Linked DNA regions of Zea mays: region 2 is linked to region 1. Evidence: chromatin contacts called from public Hi-C data. All regions are on one chromosome and are shown on one strand. The core of a region is the stretch at or near the end of the contact, and the rest is flanking DNA. Distances in the headings are between cores, read along the strand shown. Region 1 has its middle 39 kb from the start of LOC103638982. Region 2 has its middle 17 kb from the start of LOC118473386.

Region 1 (6,053 bases), core at 1,322-3,821:
AGATAGTATACCGCTAGATACATATAGGGAGAGAGCATGCAAGCAGAGAAAGAAGCTCAGCTGGAGCAGCACCAAACTGAGAGGCACTCGCACCAGGCGTCGATCCGAGAAGAGCGAGAGAATGCGAGTGCCTTCCCAGCCCTGGACCTGCCGAGGCGACACAACACCACCACCAACTCCGTAGCATATGCCGACTACTGCCACGCTACGGACCTTAGTTGTCCAATATCTCAGACCTGAACTCCTCATTGCCAAGATAACCTAAGCGTGGCTGTCGCCACCGTGTCCTCCTCGGCGGCATGCACGAAGAAAGGCCAGGAGCAAGACCGACTTGCCCCGTACCCGCGTCGAAGAGCATCTGTCGGCTCGCGGCTGCGACCGTGGGCGGGGGCAGTAGGTTGGCGAGGAAGAACATGGCGAAGGCCAGGAAGACGAACGGGACGCCCAACAACGGCGAAAACGATGGTGCGCGCATACTATGAAACGTCCTCGTGGACGTGCAATAGCCACTGCGCGGGTAGATGTCGAGGCTGGTGTTGAACGAATACGGGGAGGAGGCGCCTGCTCCCACGCCCTCTTCTGAGAATGGGGTGGCGCAGAGACGGAGGCATGAAGGGAGAGACGAGGTGGCGACAACTGAGGCGAGGACCATCATTATCGTGCGGTGGTATAGATGATCAAATGGGCCGTGTATGACGGGCCGACCTGAGGCACGACCCATTTAATAGTGCCTGGGCCAGCCCGACACGAGCGTCGTGTCGTGCTTGGGCTATAGCATCGGCCCGTAGTGCTGACAGCTCGACACGATTATATTTTTTTGTTTTACAGAAAAAATTATATAAATATGTACAATTTATATTCAATATTAAAAACACTTGATGTTGTACTGGTTAGACGGCTTCACGGTTGGCCCGACACAGTCAACACTTTTAAATAAGATAATTGATTAAAGTTTTTTTTAAAAGTCAACAATGTCAAATATTTATGTATTTATGAAAGGAGGGAATACTACACATGCATGTTGTTTGTCGGTAGCCGGCGGTCCACGAAATTTCGCACGTGGAAATTACGTACGCGTCAGGCAGATATATGCTGCTCGCGCCCTCTCGCTTTATTTTGTTTTATTTTATTTATTTCACGGTCGGCTTTATGATGAACGGATCGGATCCGGTGTGTATATGCGACGGACAAGACAAGAGGATCAAATAATAGTCAATCGACACACGTTGCTGATGGCGAGTGGCGACACATCTCTCTATCTATCTATCATCTATGTGCTTGCTTAGAGCATCCATCTCAATCCACTACATGATCTTCCTTCCCTTCTTGCTCCCACTGATATAATATCTTCTTTCTCGAATATTTGTCGCATGTTATAAACTAAAACATGATAAATTAAAAAGAATGGTAGAAGCATATACGCTGATAATAACAACACATGAAGAATGAAGCGATCAGGGGCGGAGCCAGGATTGCGATATAAGGGGGGCCGACTAATTCATCAATACTATATGATAAAAAATATTGTATACTGTTATCAAGTTTAAGCACTCGACATGGAATAAGAATTCTAGATCTTTATAAATTATCTTAGTGTATGAGTCCATTTTCTAGCTAATTTATATATTGAACTAAAGTTGTGACACAAGAACAATAAAGACGACATAATAATGAATATCTGATCGATGAGATTCAACTTTTATATAATGACTATAGTATTCATGAGGCAGCTAACAAATTTTTGAGAGAAATTAAAAATTTCCAGCTAGCCTCGAGGATGCATAAAAATTCGTCAACCTACGCAGGTACATGTCAAATTTGTCGTGTACACACCAACTATCAGGTGATAATTTTAGTTGAAATTTATAGATTTTATTATCCACAAGATCTAATATAGTATGTATATAAGTTACTAGCACTCATTATGCTGGTCGCGTGATCATATTCTTTGGACATTGGTTGTGGGGCTATGGCAGAGGCAAGTCAAGTGGCCAGCGACAATCGGCAACTGACTAGACAGACAATAGGATGAATCATAAAGGGGTGAGGTTCAGATATCAGCGTCTGCAAGCGAATTAGGTTTGACGTTTCATGTATCGATTGGTCATTCAACGAATATTTTATCTTATATTCTTTGTCTGTTTTAGACTTTGGTTGGCATACTACAATAGAGTTATGGATCATGTATTACCAACCACTATATTAAACTTTGATTAATTGTGCCGCATAAATTTTAGTGTATATATATTTAGACTATATTTATATATTTTCTTGTCTTTGTGTCGCAGCCTTGGGAGGGGCCATGGCCCTGCCGGCCCCACTTGGCTCCGCCCCTGGAAGCGATCAACTTAATTATTAGAAGCTCAGTATCTTCTCGATTGCACATCCTGATTAACCACAGTAAGATATTCTCACATGCATGTGTGCATATTTTACATAGGAGTGTATATATAGACTTGTACGGGAAGGGAACAGAGACAGAAACGCATGCATGCATGCATGCGCTTCTGAGCTGCTCCCGTGCTCCGTGCCCCTCCTCTTCCGGTTTTTTGGTATATGCGGCCGACCTTGCACCGCGGCCTCGACAACACATTTGGATAGCGACGTGCCAAGTGCGGAAGCGTTCAGCCACGCACGCACCTTTGTCTTTTTGGAATCCTGTCCGCACAGCAGATCTAGCTAGCTACACTACACGTGATGGGAGTATATGGAGTACGTTTAAGACGCGCGGTTCATATATGGAGCATAAAATGGAACATACGACCTATATCGTCGTACCGATTACCGAAAATATCTGTATTATTCTTTTTACGCTGACCTTCACACACGTGATGGGAGTATATAGACATTCACCGCTGTACATAAAGTCTACCTCCACTAAATCTAACCTAAAACTGAAGCGATCGACAGAGCGCGAGCTTGACGGTTGACACAGATAAAACCACCACTAGAATCTTATTATTTGCTTCTATAAAAAAGATCTTTATCACTTTATTTTCTCACATACTACCTACGTTTACAAATATATGACATCGTTAACTTTTTTCGAAAACTTTTAACCACTTGTTTTATTTAAAATATTTATTTAAAAATATAAAAATTTAAGTCAAGCACAAACTATCTTAAATGATAAAACAAATTATAAAAAAAATTAATGTTCAAATACACAACTATTTAACTTAGAACAAAGCTAATTAATACGACACATAAAACAAGAATGAAGGAAATAAACATTAGCCGGCTAAACACTAGCCCATCAAAACTCTATAGGTAATCAAAATAAGCCCTTATTATCTAGCGTTAGGTCTTCATGCCGTCTCCACCACCCTACCATCTCATCTCCCATCACACCCTTTATTTAAAAATTCACTCTATCCACAGTGCACTCTATAGAGCAAAACAATGTTTTGCATGACCATATGCACGATCTGCTCGAGATAGCCCCATTCGTCGTTATTAATATATGCTTATTAATGTTTATTCCATTTTCCAACCCCATGCGTATTACTTGTACCAATCTCAGTCGTTCTATTTCCCAACCCCATGCATATTATTTATACCGATCTCAATGCAGGGTTTCATGTCCTAGACTCCTAGTTCTAAGATTCCATATGTTGAAAATAGTACATATGAGTTTCATCCACACATGAAACATTTATCATCTCTCATCAAATCTATTCCATGCCATGTGAGAGGGAAATGTGTTATATGTCATTTCTATATTGATTTTGGTGATTAATGTCCAACACAACCTCGAGATCTAACTAGTTTGATAAATGTGCACTTGCATGTTCATAAGTGCAAGATTGTGGAAATCTAGCTCAACTTATAGGTCAAACAGAGGCAAAATAAGGCAAATCTTGGATGAGGTGAGCTATGTCTAGTTACACAAGTTTGGATAGGTTCTCACTGTCCCTAGGAACAATTTTGAGCAACATAGAGGCTTTGGAATTAGATATTTAGAAAAGGTGCATTTGGAGCTGAGTTTGAGCCTAGAACATGATTCTGAGTTGGAGATAAGCAAAAAGATGAGAATCTATGACTTAGACCGATTATACATACTCTAGATAAGTTTATCTAAGTTATAGGAAGGTTGTTAAAGTTAGCCAAATTGATTGGAAGAAGATATGCAAAAAGGTGTCAAGTTCTAGCTGTTTTGGGGCGCACCTGACCCTTCTTATAGAGCGTCTGCAAAAGGACTTCAGTGGCCTGGCGCACCAAACCAGTCCGGTGATGCGTCAAACCACTTTACTGGAGAGCATTGTAGGAGCATAATTGTGGTATAGCACACCGATGGTGCACCGGTGGCACACGAGACCAGTTTACTAGAGAGGTCTGCAGTTGAAGCCCAAAGCACCTTGGCACGCTGGACCAGTCCGGTGTGCACAAGACTAGTCCAGTCCAATGGAAAGTTTCAACCTTTAACACTCGGCTTCAACGGCTAGCTGACGTGACAGAACATGTGGCAGAGTTCGGTGGTGCATCGGAACGGTCTGATGAGACCATCGAAGGCAAGTCCAGAGCAAACGTCGTTGATTGAGATTACCATTGGAGGTCCGTTGCCCCCGAGGAAAGAGTAGTTTTGCAGATTTTTTACAACGACTATTTGGGGTTTGGGGGCTATAAATACCCCAACCAGTCTATTTGAGATACCAATCACCACTATAGCTGAGGAACATTTCCATACACTAGTGCAACACATCCATGTAATTTCGAGAGATCCAAACACTCCATCTGAGCTAAGATAGTGATTCTAGAGAGAGTGTGCTTATATGCTTTCTTGGTGTTGTTGCTCTTGTTTTTTGTGATACTTCATTGTAAAGGCTAGCAAGAGGCTTTGTACTTTGTGGACTGCCTTGCGGAGATTCTTTTCTCTTCCTAGTGGATCCAAGGGCTCAAGTTTGATCGTTGGATCACTTGAGAGGGTCCGAAAAGACACTGTCCTTTGGGACACCTTAATGGGGATGTAGGTTCTTCGAAACCAAACTTTGGTAAATAAATCATGTGTCTCTTGTGTTCTTTACTTTCTGTTGTGATTCCTTCTTGTCTCTCTCCCTCTATAAGTTCTCTTGATTGGACTTTGATTTATATCACTTGAGTTGCTCTCTAAGTAAATGCTATATTCATAAGAGCAACAAGTCTAAGATAACTTCTCTCATTTCTCTTATCCGCGTTGATTATATTTATCTAACCTCTAATTTAGGATTTATTGTATTTCAAGTGTTGAATTTTTAGGTGTTGCCTATTCACCATTCCTCTAGACAACTATCGCCATGCCAACTTATTTAATAACATGAGCACTCTTATGAAACTCCCATTGAGTCGAGTTTTAATTTTAATGGGCATTGAATAACCAAAAGACAACTCACGTGGGAATCACATCTAACATTATTAATTAACAACATATATAAGTTATTTTGCATGGCTACAAAGGGGCGAGCCAGAGATTAGCCATTGCTCGACCTCGTAAGGCCATTCTAAGTAAAGAGTTTCATGGTTGTTTCAAAGAAGATGGAATACATTGATCGAAACATAGATAAAACAATCACATTAATGCATAGTTTCAATTTTTTTTTGGTTTCATACAAATTTGATTATATGACTCATCTATAGGTGGAAACCAAGCCAAGAGAGATTCATCTACATGAAACTCACATATTTTCTCTCTTATTAGGCTAGTCTCAGTGGGAATTTCATTGTTATTTAATGTTATGACACATCAACAAATTTACTTAGTTCGCATGGCACTTAGGAGTAAAGAGAGTTTCATTAGGATGAAACCCATTAACTATATTTGGCTATGGAATGGAAGACAATGAGACATCCACTGAGACCAATTTGTCTCATTCTCACGCTCTCTCGACGAGTTGACGTTCTTCTACATGAGATAAGCAAAAAAACCATATGCAATTGCATCATGTACTTTTCACATGCCCTATGAAGATGGGTGGGTTTTGTTTCATTGTTCCATGTGAAGATTCATGTGTTAATATATGCATGTAAGTATGATCAGTGTCATACAAACTATGTAGTCATTTGAAATTACATCTAAA
Region 2 (6,242 bases), core at 122-2,621, 160 kb after region 1:
TTACAAACTTGAGGCCGACTCATTATGAGTTGGCCTCCTTCACCCCTTGGTCATTACATTACATTACACTACTCTATTACTTACACTACGCTATACTAATAGTATCTTAATCTACTACTGCTTACTACTACTTACTGCTGCTGCTGCTGCTGCAATTTATACTAATATCTAAACCAGCAACATTATGCCATAAAATTTAAGTATCGAATTAAATTAGGATCGAGCTGTACTTTTTTATTAATTTTTAAATTAAAATTAATTTAAGAATATAACAAATTGTGAAGTGACATTTAGATCGTGATCCGTTACTACCTCTATACACCACGTACAGATCGACACATGGCCTCAGCTCATATAAGCCCGGTCAACAAGCAGAGAAGGCGGACCTAAGAAGAGTGGCCACTGGGCACTGGCTCTGTGAAGCTGAAGCCTGAAACCATTAATTAGACGAGACATATAGAGTAGGCTCATAGCTGTAAGCCTGTGAGGCTGTGACTGAATACATTGTAAGACTATCTTTACTCATCATTTATTTCAAACTTTACTCTATAAACCTAGTATTTTATATAGTTATATATATGCACGATCTACCAGTCATAAAGCTTAAAGAACAAAAGACAGAGCATGATAAAGAGTAAGTTCATAGCTGTGAGAGCGTGTGACTGAGTATTAATTATATGCCATATGAAGTGGTGATAGGACCATGGGAAATATGGGCTTTGAAAGTTTAGTTTCGTGTTTGTTTTTGGCTTATACATATAGCCTCAGAAATTAGCAGCACGCGCAGGGAACTGGTACAGTTCATAGTAGTCTCTGCATGTGATATAGATACTACCCATCTGATCTGAGCCGCCCGGCGAATACGCATGTGGGGCTGTACATGTGCACATACACAGTGCTCATTCGCCTACCTCATGCCGTCGTCTGAGCAGCAGAAGGCGTACGGCGTGTGTCCATCTCGTCTCGTCTCGTCTTCTAAAGCACGCTAGCCTTTTCAATGCGATATGCACGGGGTATGCGGTGCCCCACGTACGTTTTGGCCAAACACGTCGGTCCATGCATCCGATGTTTCCACCATGGTACTGCCCAACAGCGAACGTCCCAACCAATCCATTCAGCAGCCGCCGGTTGCTCTTAAATATAATCCTTCGAATTCGAATTCGTTTGTCCCGTTCACCATTGGTGCTACTACCTACTACGAGGAGTGGCGAAGAAAGATGTCTACCATGGATGGACCTGGACCTGTCACTACATCTCGATCGGCGAGCGAGCTTCTTCCCGCGTCGCTTTTGCAGACAAGAATCACAGAAAGGTACGTGGTCGCTGCTCTGATTCAGAGACGTCGCTATCCATATGTGTTGTCGATCGAGGCCTCCACCTCAGCGCGAGTCGGCTGTGGCTGCGTGTGTGAACTGTGAAGCCGCCCCTCCGCCGTTCCGCCCCCCCCCCCCCCCCCCCCCCCCCCCCCTCTTTACCACTACCGCCATGCATATATCCACGTGAAGAATCCTGAAGCTTCAGTTCTGTCAGCACCATTAAAACCACGAGGCTGGAGATCAGCATCATGAACAGATGTACACAGCAAAATTAAGTCAGGATACGATTGTCTGTGGTTTGAATCTTTGTTCGTAACACAAGATGCAACGAAGGTACAAAATTCCATCCATAAATTTTAACCTTTGGTATAAACAGTGGCATACCCAGATTCAAACCTACAGTATAGTCTAGAACAAAAAGACTGACATATTAGATTTTTGCCCGTAACTCTCTCTCTATTCAAAAATGGCAGTCATATTTAGATCGGAGAAAAAAGTATATATATTATATTTTTTATTATTAAATTTTTTATAGTACAAACTCGATGCTTAAAATTCAATATCACCTTATAGATGTTTTTAACATGAATTCACTGATGCAAGTTCTATGCTCTAAGAGAAGTTATTTTCTTAGCTCCTGGCCTTCCGTCCACAAAAGCTTTCAGCTGTAGAATCCGTAGTTATCAAACTACTTTAAGTTTGACCAATTTTATATTTAATAGCATTGGTATTTATGTCTCTAAATAAGTTCATTATAAAATATATTCTATAACTGATTTAATGATATTTATTTTTGCATCACGAATGGTAGCACTGCACTCTTTTGCGGGGGGAGTGTAGTTCATTTTTTAGGACTTGTTCGGTTAGGGGAGGATTTGAGGGATTGAATCTCCTCCTATACAAATTTGTATAAAAAGAGATTTAATTCCCTTCAATACTAATCAATCCACCTCAAACCGAACAAGACCTTAGTCTTTTGTTTAGGTACTCTAGTATTTACCTAAATCTATATGTATTGATGTGGATTGGGTTGTAAATTAGTTTAAGTTACACTCTAATCCATCTCAATACATGTGAATTGAGGTCAACACTAGAGTATCCAAACTAGCCCTTAGAGAACTTCTCATAATCAACATAGAACCAACAAAACTAAGGTACTGTTTGGTTCCATTAGTCCTATGACTAAAGTTTAGTCCCTACTCTGTTTGGTTGTAGGGACTAAACAAATTCTAAATACATTAAGGCCCTGTTTAGTTTGAGGGATTAAAGATTAGTCCCTCCATTTTAGTCTCATTTAGTCCCTAAATTACCAAACGGTGGGACTAAAATATCGACTAAACTGTTTTAGTCTTCTATTCCCTCAAGGGGTGATTAAAATGGACTAAACCATATAAATTCCACTTTTTACCCCTCCTTTATTTCAGTTGTACTAATTGCGGGAGAATGCTAAGGTGTATTTTAGTCCTCTTATGATTCACTTATTAATGTGTTTTGAATAATTTTAGTCCCTAAAACCAAACAGGGTAAGGACTAAACTTTAGTCTCTGGACTAAAGTAACCAAACGGAACCTAAATGCAACACATAAATATCCAAATACTCCTTTTCTTGTTTTACACCTGTTTTCTAGGCAAGAGCAATTAGAGTAAATGTTACCTTTTAGTCCTTTTTAGCACTCATATGAGGGACTAGAGAATAAAGTCAATCAGTCCCTACTTTAGTCTTTCCATTTAATAAAATAGAGACTAAATAAGACTAAAAATCAAGAATTAAAGATTAGTCCTTCTAATCAATCGAGGCCTCGGTTAGCATAAACTTTCATAGATTCGGCCAGCCCTCAAAGCCGTTATGGGAGCTCTGCCAAGCTAGCAAACCCCTCGTATAAACATGCCCATTCCACGTGAAACATGTCGCCAATGAGTCGGTGTCATTGCGCATATATCTAGTTGATGTAATTGTACCACGTCGATAGGAAAGGAAAAAAAAAAGGCTCGTCCGACTTGTGACACGTGGGGAGGACAAAATGACTGTCGTGGCAGCCATGCGTTCGTATGTTCCGAATATTTAACCTCGTTTTGCTCACCCTATGTTCACGCAATCACACCCACATGATATACATAATATTACTCACCCTTTATTCACATACCAACTCCAGCAGCATCCTTACGTGGCCATATATTTCCATTTTACACGATGTAAGGTAGTGTTTGGATGAAGAGAAAAGGAAAGATAAAGAGGGATGGGATGAGATCATTCTAACTTGATCCGTGTTTGGTTTGGAGGTTCAGAGTCAGGGTCAAGAATTATTCTTTAAAAATGGTGGACGAAGTCATTCCTTAAAAATAAGGGACGAGGTCAGCCTAGGGTTGATCCCGACCCATCCCTAGTTGATACCGAACCAAGCACTACCTAAGTTACTGTCAGCAGACTCGGTATAAGGCCGTGTAAAATGTGTGCCGCACATTCAGACTACCCATTCCTCTGGTGTCTCTCCTCCGTGCAAAGAAAAACAGGGATACGAAGTCTACTAGAAATGGGAACAGATGCACGATCTCATTGTATATTGTTAACCGTGCTAAATATGGATAGGGAGAGGGAGTCTGCTGGAGTTAGTCTAAGGATGGGTCATGGCTCTTGGTGCGGAATACCACACTTTGTTGTCATACGGATGATATGGATGATGACAGTCTAGTCTCCAGATTGAAGGCTACTAGTTTATCTTAAACCTTGGTTATGTAATTATGTTGCTGGATGTATGTTCTAAATAGAAGACGGAAGTTGTACCGGGGCTTTCACTAGTACAAAAAGGCTCAAAGCCTGCGGGGACGATATATTTTTACAGGCGGTTTCGGTTATCCACCGACTGTGTTATTTCTAGTGGCGGTTCCTTAAGAAAACCGCCACTAGAAATCGTATTTCTACTGGCGGTTCCTTAAGAAAACCGCCAGTAGAAATCCATGATTTGTAGTGGCGGTTTTCTTAAGGAACCGCCACTAGAAATCATTTTTATCCTTAATTTTTCGAGTTTTTCAAACGGCCTCGTATGACAAAACCACCAAAATAAAAGTTGTAGATCTCTAAAAGTTATGAAACTTTGTAGTTGACAACTTTTTTGTTTGAACTCATTTCGGTTCTCAAAAATTGAATCTAAGTATGTCAAATTTAAAATTCAAATTTTGCAAACTACCTCGGATGAAAAAAGTGTCAAAATAAAAGTTGTAGAACTTCAAAAGTTATTTATCTTTGTAGTTGACAACTTTTTTATTTGAATTCGTTTAGGGTCTCAAATAAGCAATTTACACTCAAATGGTTGTAATATGTGGAGAAAACAACTACAAACTAGACACAAGACATGTCATAGACGGAGTGGTAGGGGAGGGTACACGCGAGGGTGAGGTCGACGGTTCGAATACTAACAACCGCGTAGCGCGCGAATTTTGCGCGAAAAATGCCGCGACTTGCACTGGAAACGATTTTTAAAAATATGTTTTATGTTTCCTGGAAACGATTTTCACTGGCGGTTTTATTACGTCGACCGCCAGTGAAAATCGATTTTCACTGGCGGTTTTATTACGTCGACCGCCAGTGAAAATCGATTTTCACTGGCGGTCCTCAGTTACCCGCCTGTAAAAATGATGATTTTTACTGGCCCCTAGCACTGGCGGTTACGAAAAACGTCACTATAAATAGGTTTACAACCGCCACTATAGAACTTCTCTGTACTAGTGTTTATATCTTCTTGATGTATTATTCTTAGTATCTATAAAATGTTTTCTTTATCGAAAAATTATATTACTCCGTCCGTTTGGTCTAACGTGTGTGATTTACATATCATTTTATCAGGTTTATGGGCTATCTCATATATATATACATTACGTGTATCAGCTCTAAATATTTACTCCCTTCGTTCTAATTTATAACAATTTGACTTTTTATATCAAGTTTAATTGGCTCATCTTATTCAATTATTTTGGAAAAAAATGAAAAATTCAAAGCAGTGTTTTCCTAAACGGTTTTAGACGGACGTTTAGATCGGTCTAAACGGTAAATGGAAGAATACCACGCAGTTTAGAGCCTAGGCAGTCCTCTAAACAGGTCAACCATTTAAACAGTCAACGAAATGGCCTAAACATAACGGCTCTAGACAGGTTTTAGACACCGTTTAGCATGTTTAAATGTTTAGTCTACTCTATCACCACATATTCAAATAAACTCGTCGCCTGCATCTTGTTGTGCTGCTTCCTGGAATCTGTAGTGCCCATTTTGTAGCATGAATATTTACTCTAGCTCTTGTGATATTGATTTCATTTTTGTGTTAGCTATTGGCCTTCATATGGACTAAGTTTTTCAATAGTGTAGGTCAAAATTCATGTAGTGAGTTTTAGAACTCACTAGTTTTCAATAGTTTAGATATTCCTGATGGTTAGAATTTTAGTGAGCTTTTGAACTCACTGTAATTATTGGTCATCTATTTATTTGCTAGATGCTTAATGCCTTAACCTTATGGATCATGATGTGCGTCAAGCCTAACATTTGATATTGATATATTCACATCTTGCCTTCTTTCCTTTGTTTTTTTATAGTTTCTGTACATGAATATGTCTTCTGCTAACATGTTTTAGTTGTTGTTCTATAATTAGCTGAACTAGGGGTGGGTTTAGTTGTCATGAATTGGTCATTTTGGTTATAACATGTTTTAGTTATTGTTCTATAATTACCTGAACTAGGGGGTTTGGTTATAAATTATAATGATATCATAGTAAAAATTAATAATTATAGAACAACAACTAAAACATGTTATGATATGCTAAACGATATCATAGTAAAAATTAAGAATAATTGAGATTTTTTTAATAAGACGAGTCGATCAAATTTAGGGAAAAAAGTTAAATGAATTATATATAGATTGTAATGGAGGGAGTATATGT

The links. Hi-C and Micro-C count contacts between places; a contact is called where the count stands out from the background.
Region 2: a Hi-C map of bundle sheath shows a contact between it and region 1, with 2.2 times the contacts expected there. The contact joins two enhancer-like sites. A contact is called at or near these places in 2 of 25 Hi-C or Micro-C datasets (bundle sheath and leaf).

Annotation. Positions count from the first base shown.
Region 1 is chr9:124,210,545-124,216,597 of Zm-B73-REFERENCE-NAM-5.0, forward strand. No RefSeq gene overlaps it. Among protein-coding and RNA genes, the nearest start is that of LOC103638982, 39 kb to the left of the region's middle. Within about 2 kb of position 2,572, at least 15 of the 20 cell types and tissues checked have an H3K27ac peak or open chromatin away from gene starts, as enhancers often do. A contact at or near this core is called in bundle sheath, where this site is marked.
Region 2 is chr9:124,371,755-124,377,996 of Zm-B73-REFERENCE-NAM-5.0, forward strand. No RefSeq gene overlaps it. Among protein-coding and RNA genes, the nearest start is that of LOC118473386, 17 kb to the left of the region's middle. Within about 2 kb of position 1,372, at least 5 of the 20 cell types and tissues checked have an H3K27ac peak or open chromatin away from gene starts, as enhancers often do. A contact at or near this core is called in bundle sheath, where this site is marked.